2 separate regions of the Mus musculus genome follow, and region 1 is linked to region 2. A link is a contact called in public HiChIP or PLAC-seq data. All regions are on one chromosome and are shown on one strand. Each heading gives the region's core, a stretch centred on a gene start, on an enhancer-like site or on the middle of the called end of the contact. The rest is flanking DNA. Distances are from core to core; before and after follow the strand shown. Region 1 holds the start of Rrn3 (RRN3 RNA polymerase I transcription factor homolog (yeast)). Region 2 has its middle 19 kb from the start of Pla2g10os.

Region 1 (4,765 bases), core at 1,486-3,985, 69 kb after region 2:
CGCAGGCACCAGCATGAGCATGTGCCCACACACAGACACACAAATACATATATCTTTCTAACAAGAAAGAATAGGCAGGAAGGTATGGTGGTGTACACCGTCAGTCCCCTCACTTGGGAAGCAAAAACAGCAGGATCTCTGTAGGGTTACTCAGAGACACTGTCTCAAAACCAAACCAAATACCAGAAAAGAAAAAAAAGGGGTGGGGTGGGGTTCGGAAGGGCCGAAGAGATGGCTCAGTGGGTAAGAGCACCTAACACATTTTATCCTCAGCATCCACACCAGGCAGCTAATTATAGTTCTGAAAAAATAACATAAAAACAAACAAACAAAACGAGGACTTTAGGCCCAGGCTTGAGAATGTGACCTTTGTGACTCAATGCTCCAAGGCATCCTAATCATAAAACAGATAGCGATATTCTTCCACCTACCTGCTTCCTGGGTTCAGGGAGTGTTCGTTCAAAGAAAGTCACCCTGACCATTGCTGGAACCCACTATGCAAAAGTGCTATTGTTAGAGGCTCCTAGAAACTGTCTTGAGAAATAACCACACAACTATCAGGTATTTTTCTTGTGACTTCCCACTTCTTCGTGACTCTTAACTGGTATTTTTGGTATTTTCCAACAACACCCTCCCCAAACCCTTGAGTTGTGGTTTCTTCCTTTACCCTGTTACCTAGCTACTCTGCCCACAAGGTCCTTTACCCCTGTGTGGTGTAAGACTGTGGGCCCCAGAGTGCTCTTGGAATAAAAGTTCTCTTGCGGTTTGCATCAAGACCATTTCTTATGAGTGATTTGGGGTGTTGCCTCTCCTGAGTCAGAACGTGGGGGAGTCCTCACATTGTGGGTCTTTCAGTTCCAGAGGATCTGATGTATTTGTGTGCATGTGGTACACACACATACACAATAAATACAAATAAATAATAAGAACAACAAAAAACAAAGCTCCTTTCCTTGCTTCTTTTTGGCCTGGTTGATTTTTTTTTTTTTTTTTTTTTTTTTGGTTTTTCAAGACAGGGTTTTTCTGTATAGCCTTGGCTGTCCTGGCACTCACTCTGTACACCTGGCTGCCTCGAACTCAGAAATCCGCCTGCCTCTGCCTCCCGAATGCTGGGATTAAAGGCATGCACCACCATGCCCAGTGACACTGGTTTTTCTTTTACAAAGTTATATGTGGAGCTCAATAGCAGAGCATCCATCTAGTGTTCTGGAATCTAGCCTCAACATCCGAAGAAAAAGTATGCTGGATAGCAAATTCTCTAAAACTGTCTTAAGATTTATTTTATGTGTTTGGGTGGGTTTTTTTGTACATCTGTGTGTCCCTGCTGTGCTCACAGAGGTTTAAGAAGCCCTGGGACTGGGGACTGCAGTTAGAAACAGTTGTGAACCTGGATCCTCTTTTGTTGTTTTCAAGACAAGCTCTTTTTGTATTGCCTTGGCTGTTCTGGAACTTACGCGATAGTCTAAATAAACTAGCCTCAGATTCAGAGATCTGCCTGTTTGTGCTGAGATTAAAGGTATGTACCATCATGCCCAGCTCCCCAGCCTGGGTTCTCTTACCCATGGTAACATCGGTCCAACTCTCCCCTCTGGCTTTTTACCAGTCTCCACACTTCTGGCTAGGTCACTGTGTAATATGTGTTTCACACAGAGTAAGGTGTGAAAATGTGTCTAAAATGATATACAGGATCCTTCTATTTCCACCTCTCCAGTGCCTGTATTACTAACATTAAACCGGGCTCTTTACCTGAGTAACCCAGGTCCTAATAGTTACCCATTGGCTTTGAACTCCCTTTTTTTGGTGGTGGTGGTGGTGGGGGAGGAATGGATCTCTAGGAGGTGGGCCTGGGGCCCTCACTGTACAACTTGTTCCTTAGCACTATTTCCAGAATCCTTCATCACACCTGGAAGTTCTGGAGGACAAGAATTGGGGTAGATAGGCAGGCCTTCAAAGGCATCTTCTGCTCTGAAGGCCAGGCCCACTGTGGCTGGGGCCTGTGGCTTTGCTACCTGACTAGTGAAGCCACATTCCCCCAGAGTTTTCTCATCAAGGAGCTGGTTGTCCTTGAACAGCAGCTCTCCTCAGGAGGCCTCTTCATGATGCCCTCAATGATGCGCTTGAGTGCCAACACCAAGCTTGACTCCTTGGCCTCAGTGAAGATGGTGGTCTTCTTGTGTGGGGTCATGAGAAACACAGCCATCCCTGTGGCTGCTTCTGGCTTGATGCACGGGACCAAATCTGATGGCTTCTCAGGTTGTCCTCAGCAGGAGTGATCTCTCAGTGTCCCTCGGAGTCTTGCCAAAAGTTAAGAGAGCCAACATGTTGTTTGAAAACCAAAAAAATCCCAGCCGTTCGATTTTACCAATGAAGACTCAGGGGCCAGATGCTGGGGTGCAAGCCTGCTAGGTCAGAGAGGCAGAGAAAGCACCCAGCTGACCTTCCTCCTCCACTCACTTCCCAGAAGGAAACCCGCTTTGAACTCCTTTTATCCTCCCGCCTCCACCTCCTGAGCGCCAAGGTCACGTGCACACGCCTCTAAGACAAGCTTCTTTTTGAAGGAGTTTCTGAGGAATGCGGCCACCGATTGCCCCGCCAAGCTGTGCCAGCCTATTTCTAGGAAAGCTTCAGGCCGGTTAAGGTCAGACGCAAGCCTACCCGCCTTCTTGCTGCGATCCTTACGCTCTGCTCACGTGGGCCGCGTCCCGCAAGGGGCTGCCTTCTGCAGCGCCACTTCCGGGGCGGGTAGGTCGTGGCTTCCGGCGCAAGGCCGGGCGTTCGCTCAGTTCAGGCCGAATGGCGGCCCCGCTGCTTCACACGCGCTTGTCGGGCGATGTGACGGCAGCGGCCTCTGCCACGCTGAGTGCGTCGCGGACTGGGTAAGATCCGGGCGGCCTCCGCCTGCGGGTGCGGGGCTCGAGCCCGCTGAGAGCTCTCCGCATGTGCCGAGGGGGCCGGGCGTGCGGGCTCGGCTCGGGCACGCAGGAGCCTCTGGTTCCCTCGGGTCCCCTCTGCCCGGGCGAGCCTTGTCTGTTCCATTGTTTCCCACTCACTCTTGGGGCACCCTTGTGGGACTCTAGGCTAATCTTCCGTGCCTTTCCTCTTCCCTCTCTTGGCCAAGACATGGGCGGCATTTCCAGGGTTTTGGATATCTAGGGGAAAGCTGTCACTGGTGACCTATCGAATTCCAAAAATTTTGTTTGAAATTTGTTTCTGTAGAAGCAAGCAGTAGCATAGTGGAACCGTATATTATATAAGCAGTCCTTTTTGCCCAACATTTTAAAATACCTATCCCTATAAAACATTTGGAATCTAACCTTTAGATTTTGTCTGATTCTCTTGTTTAAACGAAGTAAACCTTGTAAAGCACTTAGCATAGTACTGACAATTGTTAATAAAGTGTGTATACTCTGTGTTAAGGCACTGGGGACAGCAGCTTATCCAGACACTAACCCATACCCAGCAGAGCCGGAGGCGGGGCAGTGGGGTGGGGGGGCGGCGGCAATACATGGATAAGATAGTTTCAGGTATCAGTAAATGCTATGAAGAACTACAACGTTCCAGGATAAAGCGTGAGTGTATGAGGTTCTGGTGGAGAGGGCCTCTGACATTTGAACTCCAACCTTGGGAAGAGTGTTTCTAACAGCGAGTAGCAGGTGAAATGGGAATCAGCTTGACAAATTTGAGGAATAGAAAGGACATCACGCTTTTAACAAATGATTGTATCATGAGATCAGGGTTAGGAAAGGTGGCTGGTTAAACAGGATCTTACAGGGTTAATGTGGGAATATGGAGTTTCTTTTCCTTCCCTTACTCTTAATAAGATCTCATTATGTAGCCTAGGTTGGATTCTGCCACAGCTTCTGAGACAGATTTACTGAGGGAAGAGTGGCTTCCTGGGAGAGAAGGTTGGAAGGAGGGATATCATTTGAGAAACTTAAGCCTCATCACACAAAATGATGTTGGCTCAGCCATGCTCCCTGCCGTCATTCTCTGTCATGAATTTGATAACTGGTCTTCCTGGTTCTTCAGGCTTTCCGATATGCTCGCGTTAGAGAGCGATTTCTTCAATTCTCCTCCGAAAAAAACTGTTCGGTTTGGCGGAACTGTGACAGAAGTCTTACTGAAATACAAAAAGGTACGAGGAGGTGGGGTTTGACTTTGCTTAGTCAGAGTTTAAAAGGCATTAAACCGAAGAGCAAATTATCAAGACTTTGGGTTCCTCCTCCTGAGTACAACCCCCCCCCCAAGACAGTAAAGAGAATAAGATGAACTTTAGCATTTGTGTGTACGTTTATTTAGGTTTCTCAGTGGTGGGGATTGGAACTAGGACCTTATCCACACCAGGAAAACAGGTCTAGTTGAGCTCCTACATAGCCTAAAAATAAATTTTACACTGGGCTTGGAGGCTTGTGTCTTTAATCCCGGCATGTGAAGGCAGAATCAGGTGGATCCCTGAATTTGAGACCAGCCAGGGATATATACAGCCTCTGTGTAAAACAGTGGCCCTCAACCTTCCTAAGGCTCTGTGTGACCCTTTTAATGCAGTTTCTCATGCTGTGGCGACCCCCAACCATAAAATTATTTTCTTTGCTACTTCATAAGTGTAATTTTGCTACTGTTATGACTTATAATGCGACTCTCTGTGTTTTCTGGTGGCCTTAGGTGACCCCTGTGAAAGGGGGTCAACAGCCTCAGGTTGAGAACCGCCTGTCTAAAAAGATGGGATTGTGGGAAGTATTTAGATACCATACTGAAATAGAATATA
Region 2 (4,750 bases), core at 1,974-4,473:
TTCCCATTGACTTTAATCACAGGATACAGTACCACAAAGAGATGCCCTAAGAGATCTCCTACACTCCTGACATAATCTTTCTTGCCTCCATTGTGAAGAAGCAATCCAATCTCCCCTTGGTGATCTGGATCTATCACCCCTCCACTGTTACTCTTTTCTTAGCATATTGGTTTAAAGGCATTAGAAGCCTAGAGTGGCAAGGGGAAAGTCTGAGCTTCCAGGTGAATGAAATGTTTGTTGTGATTCCTGGTAGAAGTGCTGCCTCCCTACTCAGGAACCAAAATTTCTAGGCTAACAAGAGTTATAAGGCCTAGAGATCTGCAAGCAAAATGTTTCCTAGTGGATCATTAGTCGTGATAATGAGTAGGACTATTCCCTTTTCCATTCCTTTATTCCTGGACCTGTGGATCCTGGCTATGGGAGAAATCACTGTATTTTGGACACTGACTAAAAGAATATCCTGCCTCTTGCCCCAACCCTCCAGGCTGCTGCCACCTAATTGGAAGTGTAATTGTGTCTTCCAAAGGCCATTCCATCTTCTTATCAAGCCAGCTCCTTCAAGATGGTGGGGAACGTGGCAAGATTCCATGATTGTGGGCCCACTGTTGTACTTCTCTGGCTATGGAATTAGTTCCTTGGTCAGAAGCAATACTGTGGAATACCATGGCAGTGCATAAGGCATTATGTTTAGGAAAGTCAAATCCATAACCAGAATGGGTATCTACTCCTGTAAGAACAAAGCATTGTCCTTTCCATGGAGGAAGTGGTCCAGTATTATCAGCTGCTACCAGGTCAACTCAGGGACGGTGCATATATAGGATCTGGCTTTTAGCAGCATCTGTAGCCAGGTCAGCATTGGTGAGTGGAAGCCCATGCTGCTAAGCCCATGCATATCCCTCATCTCTGCCTCCATGGCCACTTTGTTTATGGGCCTATCCTGTCACCTTGATTCTCAGCTAAAGCCACCTTTTGATGAACATTTACATGGGACACAAGTATCTTCCCATCCTTTGCCCATTTGGAGAGCTCTAGCCACATACTTCTTCCCCAGATGTCTTTCTCATGTATTTTCTAATCTTGCTCTTTCCAAGTCCCTGACCATCTAGCCAATCCACGAATCTGAACAATCACACATCTGGCAATTTTTCCTTCCAAGCAAAATGTGTACAGCCTGAAGTTCAACCCACTGAAGATTTTCCTTCAGTGGTGTCTTTCAGGGATGTCCCAGAAAGGGATTGTAATGCTGCAGCTGTCCCATTCTAGGTGGTGCCTTCATAACATGCAGAACTATCATGAAGCCATGCCTTTTCCTCCGTCAACCGGTCATAAGGCACACCCCCATGAGCTAGAGGTGCACGCTTGGCAACAGATGGCATTGTAATAGTAGGAACCATTTACATGGGCAGCTTCTTCATGTAACTTGCTTATGCCTTCAGGACCTGCTCGGGCATGATCACGTATATACCACTTCTATTTGATAACAGATTGCTGCTGTACGTGTCCTGCATCATGACTTGTTGGGTCAGAAACATCCAGCTCATGATGGGCAGCTCAGGTCTAATGGTAACTCGGTGGCCCACTGTCCAAAGTTCAATTTCCATAAAGGCCCAACAGCAAGCCAAAAGCTATCTTTCGAAGGGAGGATCATTGTATGCAGATGATATAGAGCCTTGCTACAAAAGCCCAAAGGTCTCTTCTGTGATTCACCTATAGAGGCCTGCAAAGGCTCCAAACAGCATACCTATCTGCCACTGCCACTTCAAGGACTACCAGGTCTAAGGGCTCATATGTTCCAAGTGGTAGAACAGCCTGCACAGCGGCTTAGACCTATTGAAGAGCCTTCTCCTGTTCCACACAAAGCTAGTAGCTTTCTGAGTCTCTTGGTATATGGGCAGGAGTAACACACCCAAGTGAAGAATGTGCTGTCTCCAGAATGCAAATAGACCCAGTAAATGTCGTTGCTTCTTTCTTGGTGGTGGGAGACACCAGGTGCAATAACATCCTTCACCTTAGAAGGAACATCTCTGCATGCCCCATGCAACTGGACTCCTAAGATTTTCACTGAGGTAGATGGTCCTTGAATTTTGGTTGGATTTATTTCCCATTCTCTGATATGCATATTGTTACCAATCAGTACAAAGTGGTTGCTCCCTCTTGCTTGCTTGATCTAATCAGCATAATGCTGCCAATATAGTGCACCGATGCAATATTTTATGGAAGAAACAGACAATCAAGATTCCTTCTAACTTAGACACAGGGCTGGAGAGTTAATATATACTTGGGGTAAAACAGTAAAGGTACAATGCTGGCATTGCCAACTAAAAGCAAATTACTTCTGATAGGCCTTATGGGCAGATACCCAGAAAAGGGCATTTGCTATATCAATAGTTGCATACCATATTGTATAGGGGATGTATTAATCTGTTCAAGTAAGACACTACATCTGCTACAGCAGTTGCAATCAGAGTCAGTACTTCATTGAATTTTCAGTGACCAACTGTCATGCTCCATGATCCACCTGTCCTGGACATTAGCCAAAAGGAAATGTGGTGGCAGCCATCACCCAGCATCTTTCAAGTCCTTGATGGTGGCACTAGTTTTCTAATTATTTCAGACATTTGACACTGTCTTTGATTCACTATTTTCCCTAGCAGAGGCAACTCCAGTAGCTTCCATTTAGTCTTTCCAACCTTAATAGCCCTCATTCCAAAAGTTAAGGAACTAATGTACAACATCTGCCAAGGTCTAAGTCTATCTACCCCAATTCTACATTCGGGGGCTGGTGATGAGTCCAGGAATCCACGGGACCTTTGTGTGTGTCAGACTCCAGCCACTCCCTAACCTCTTATGTCCATAAGCTCCCGCTTTAATGGGAGGGCCACAATGTTTCTTGAGGTCTCCTAGAATCTCTGCTGGTTCAGAACCAGCATCCAGCAGTTGAACCATCTCATTGTTTCTTTTCCTCCATTGTTCAGTTTCCCCTGTAAAAGACCACAGATCCCTCTGAGGAAGGGCTGGAGAAAGACTAACAGCAAATGTTTCCATGTTTTATCCACGTCCTTCCTTAGGGGAACCTGACTGTCCTTTCACTCAAGGGGTTCTGGGTCTGCCAGCTGGCTCAAGTCTGGAAATTGATTCATGGGCCGAGATTCCCCTTTGCTGTGATCCAGTGTAGCCTTTTCATTTGTTTGAGAACTTTTTGGCTTCTACAGATGAAACAAAAATTCAGTGGCTTCTTATCTATTTCCTGCCTGGAAACACCATGAGTAATTAGTAGCACTAAATGTCCACATGAGTCACCCACCATTAAATTCACTTTGCCTGTGCTGACCATTATGGGTCAGGCCACTATGAACATTGCTTTGCCTATGCTGCCCATTATAACTACCCTAACAGTTTTAATGTACCTATAAGTCACCTTGCTTTTGGTGATTCAGTGCTGGCGCCCAGCCCCTGCTACTTATTGGGGTCCAATTAAATTCCATTCAATCCGTTAACTGGGCAGCAGCATCTTCAACCTTAAGGTCTGGCACAAGGAAAGGGGCAACAATAAAGCTCTTCAAATGTGCTGGTGCCCCTCTCACTATTTTGTGTCTTATAGGACTCATGAGGGCATGTCTTCTGAGCCTTCTCATCATGGAGGGTTAGGTTTTACAGAGTACCCGCTGTAGCATTGCAATTTCCCCAAACCTTACAATCCCTTCATCAACACGAAGCCAAGGGATATCAGGCATACTCCAGAAGTAAGCCATCTTTTGACAAATACTTCACCCAACCATTTAAACAAACTTTTGACACTTTTTTTTAACTGTGTAAGTTTACATATTCAACCTAGAATCTCCACTTAGAGGGCCCATGTCAATAATCTCAGCCTTTTCTAGTTTTATGACCTTCTACCATTATCCCATACCCTTAAAATCCATTCCCACACATATTCCCCAGACTTCTGCTTGAATCAACAAACACATTAGGCTTTTTAATAATATAGCACACCTCCTCAAGGACAATACTTTTCTACCTCCCCTCTAGGAACCTGCTTTGCCTTGAATTTAGTTACAGATCTAGAGCAAATATTGGTGGGCCCTGAAGGACATTAGTATTGTCTTGAGTGGCATCTCCTTCAGAGAAAGTCACATCTGGCTTAGCAAATGATGAAGGATTTATTTCCTGGATCAAAGGCAGAAAAGACAATATGTCAGGGGTAGACAAGCTCATTTTCTGCTGAGGGTGGAAAGACTTTTTTTGTTCTTGTTTTTGGTTTTTTTTTTGTTTTGTTTTGTTTGTTTTGGTTTTGTTTTGTTTTGTTTTGTTTTGTTTTGTTGTTTTTTCGAGACAGGGTTTCTCTGTATAGCCCTGACTGTCCTGGAACTCACTCTGTAGACCAGGCTGGCCTCGAACTCAGAAATCCGCCTGCCTCTGCCTCCCGAGTGCTGGGATTAAAGGCGTGTGCCACCACGCCCAGCTTTTGTTTTTGTTTTGTTTTTTGAGACAAATTTCTCTGTGTAGACCAGGCACCAGGCTAACCTCAAAATTAAAATGTCTTCCTGCCTCTGCCTCCTGAGTGCTAGGGTTAAAGGCGTGCACCACCACATCCCTTGGCACCACCACACCTGAGAAAATAGAGACTATTTTTTCAGGTGAGATAAACCCTTGTGAATCTGAAGGTTCAAAGTTCTCAGCTTCAGTAGGCGCCTCCCACGCATCCCATCCCAAGTTAAAGGATTCCCCTTAACCACTGACACGCTCCAAG

What was found. HiChIP or PLAC-seq counts read pairs in DNA pulled down with a chosen protein or histone mark.
Region 1: a contact with region 2 is called in an HNF4G HiChIP or PLAC-seq map of pancreatic cancer cells. The contact joins the promoter of Rrn3 here to the enhancer-like site in region 2. A contact is called at or near these places in 4 of 39 promoter capture datasets (embryonic stem cells, epiblast stem cells and liver), 1 of 15 datasets of contacts at CTCF or cohesin (embryonic stem cells), 19 of 484 Hi-C or Micro-C datasets (cortical neurons, embryonic stem cells and nephron progenitors), 15 of 115 datasets of contacts at active chromatin or transcription factors (the SCID.adh cell line, bone marrow-derived macrophages, embryonic stem cells and 1 more) and 3 of 9 other capture datasets (adipose tissue, liver and pancreatic islet).

What each region holds. Positions count from the first base shown.
Region 1 is chr16:13,777,964-13,782,728 of GRCm38.p6, forward strand. Rrn3 (RRN3 RNA polymerase I transcription factor homolog (yeast)) reads left to right here and starts at 2,736. Exons shown (of 18, transcript NM_001039521.1): 1 at 2,736-2,876; 2 at 4,030-4,135. The coding sequence starts at 2,794. It also overlaps the pseudogene Gm6354.
Region 2 is chr16:13,708,883-13,713,632 of GRCm38.p6, forward strand. No RefSeq gene overlaps it. Among named protein-coding and RNA genes, the nearest start is that of Pla2g10os, 19 kb to the right of the region's middle. Within about 2 kb of position 3,224, at least 5 of the 459 cell types and tissues checked have an H3K27ac peak or open chromatin away from gene starts, as enhancers often do. A contact at or near this core is called in pancreatic cancer cells, where this site is marked.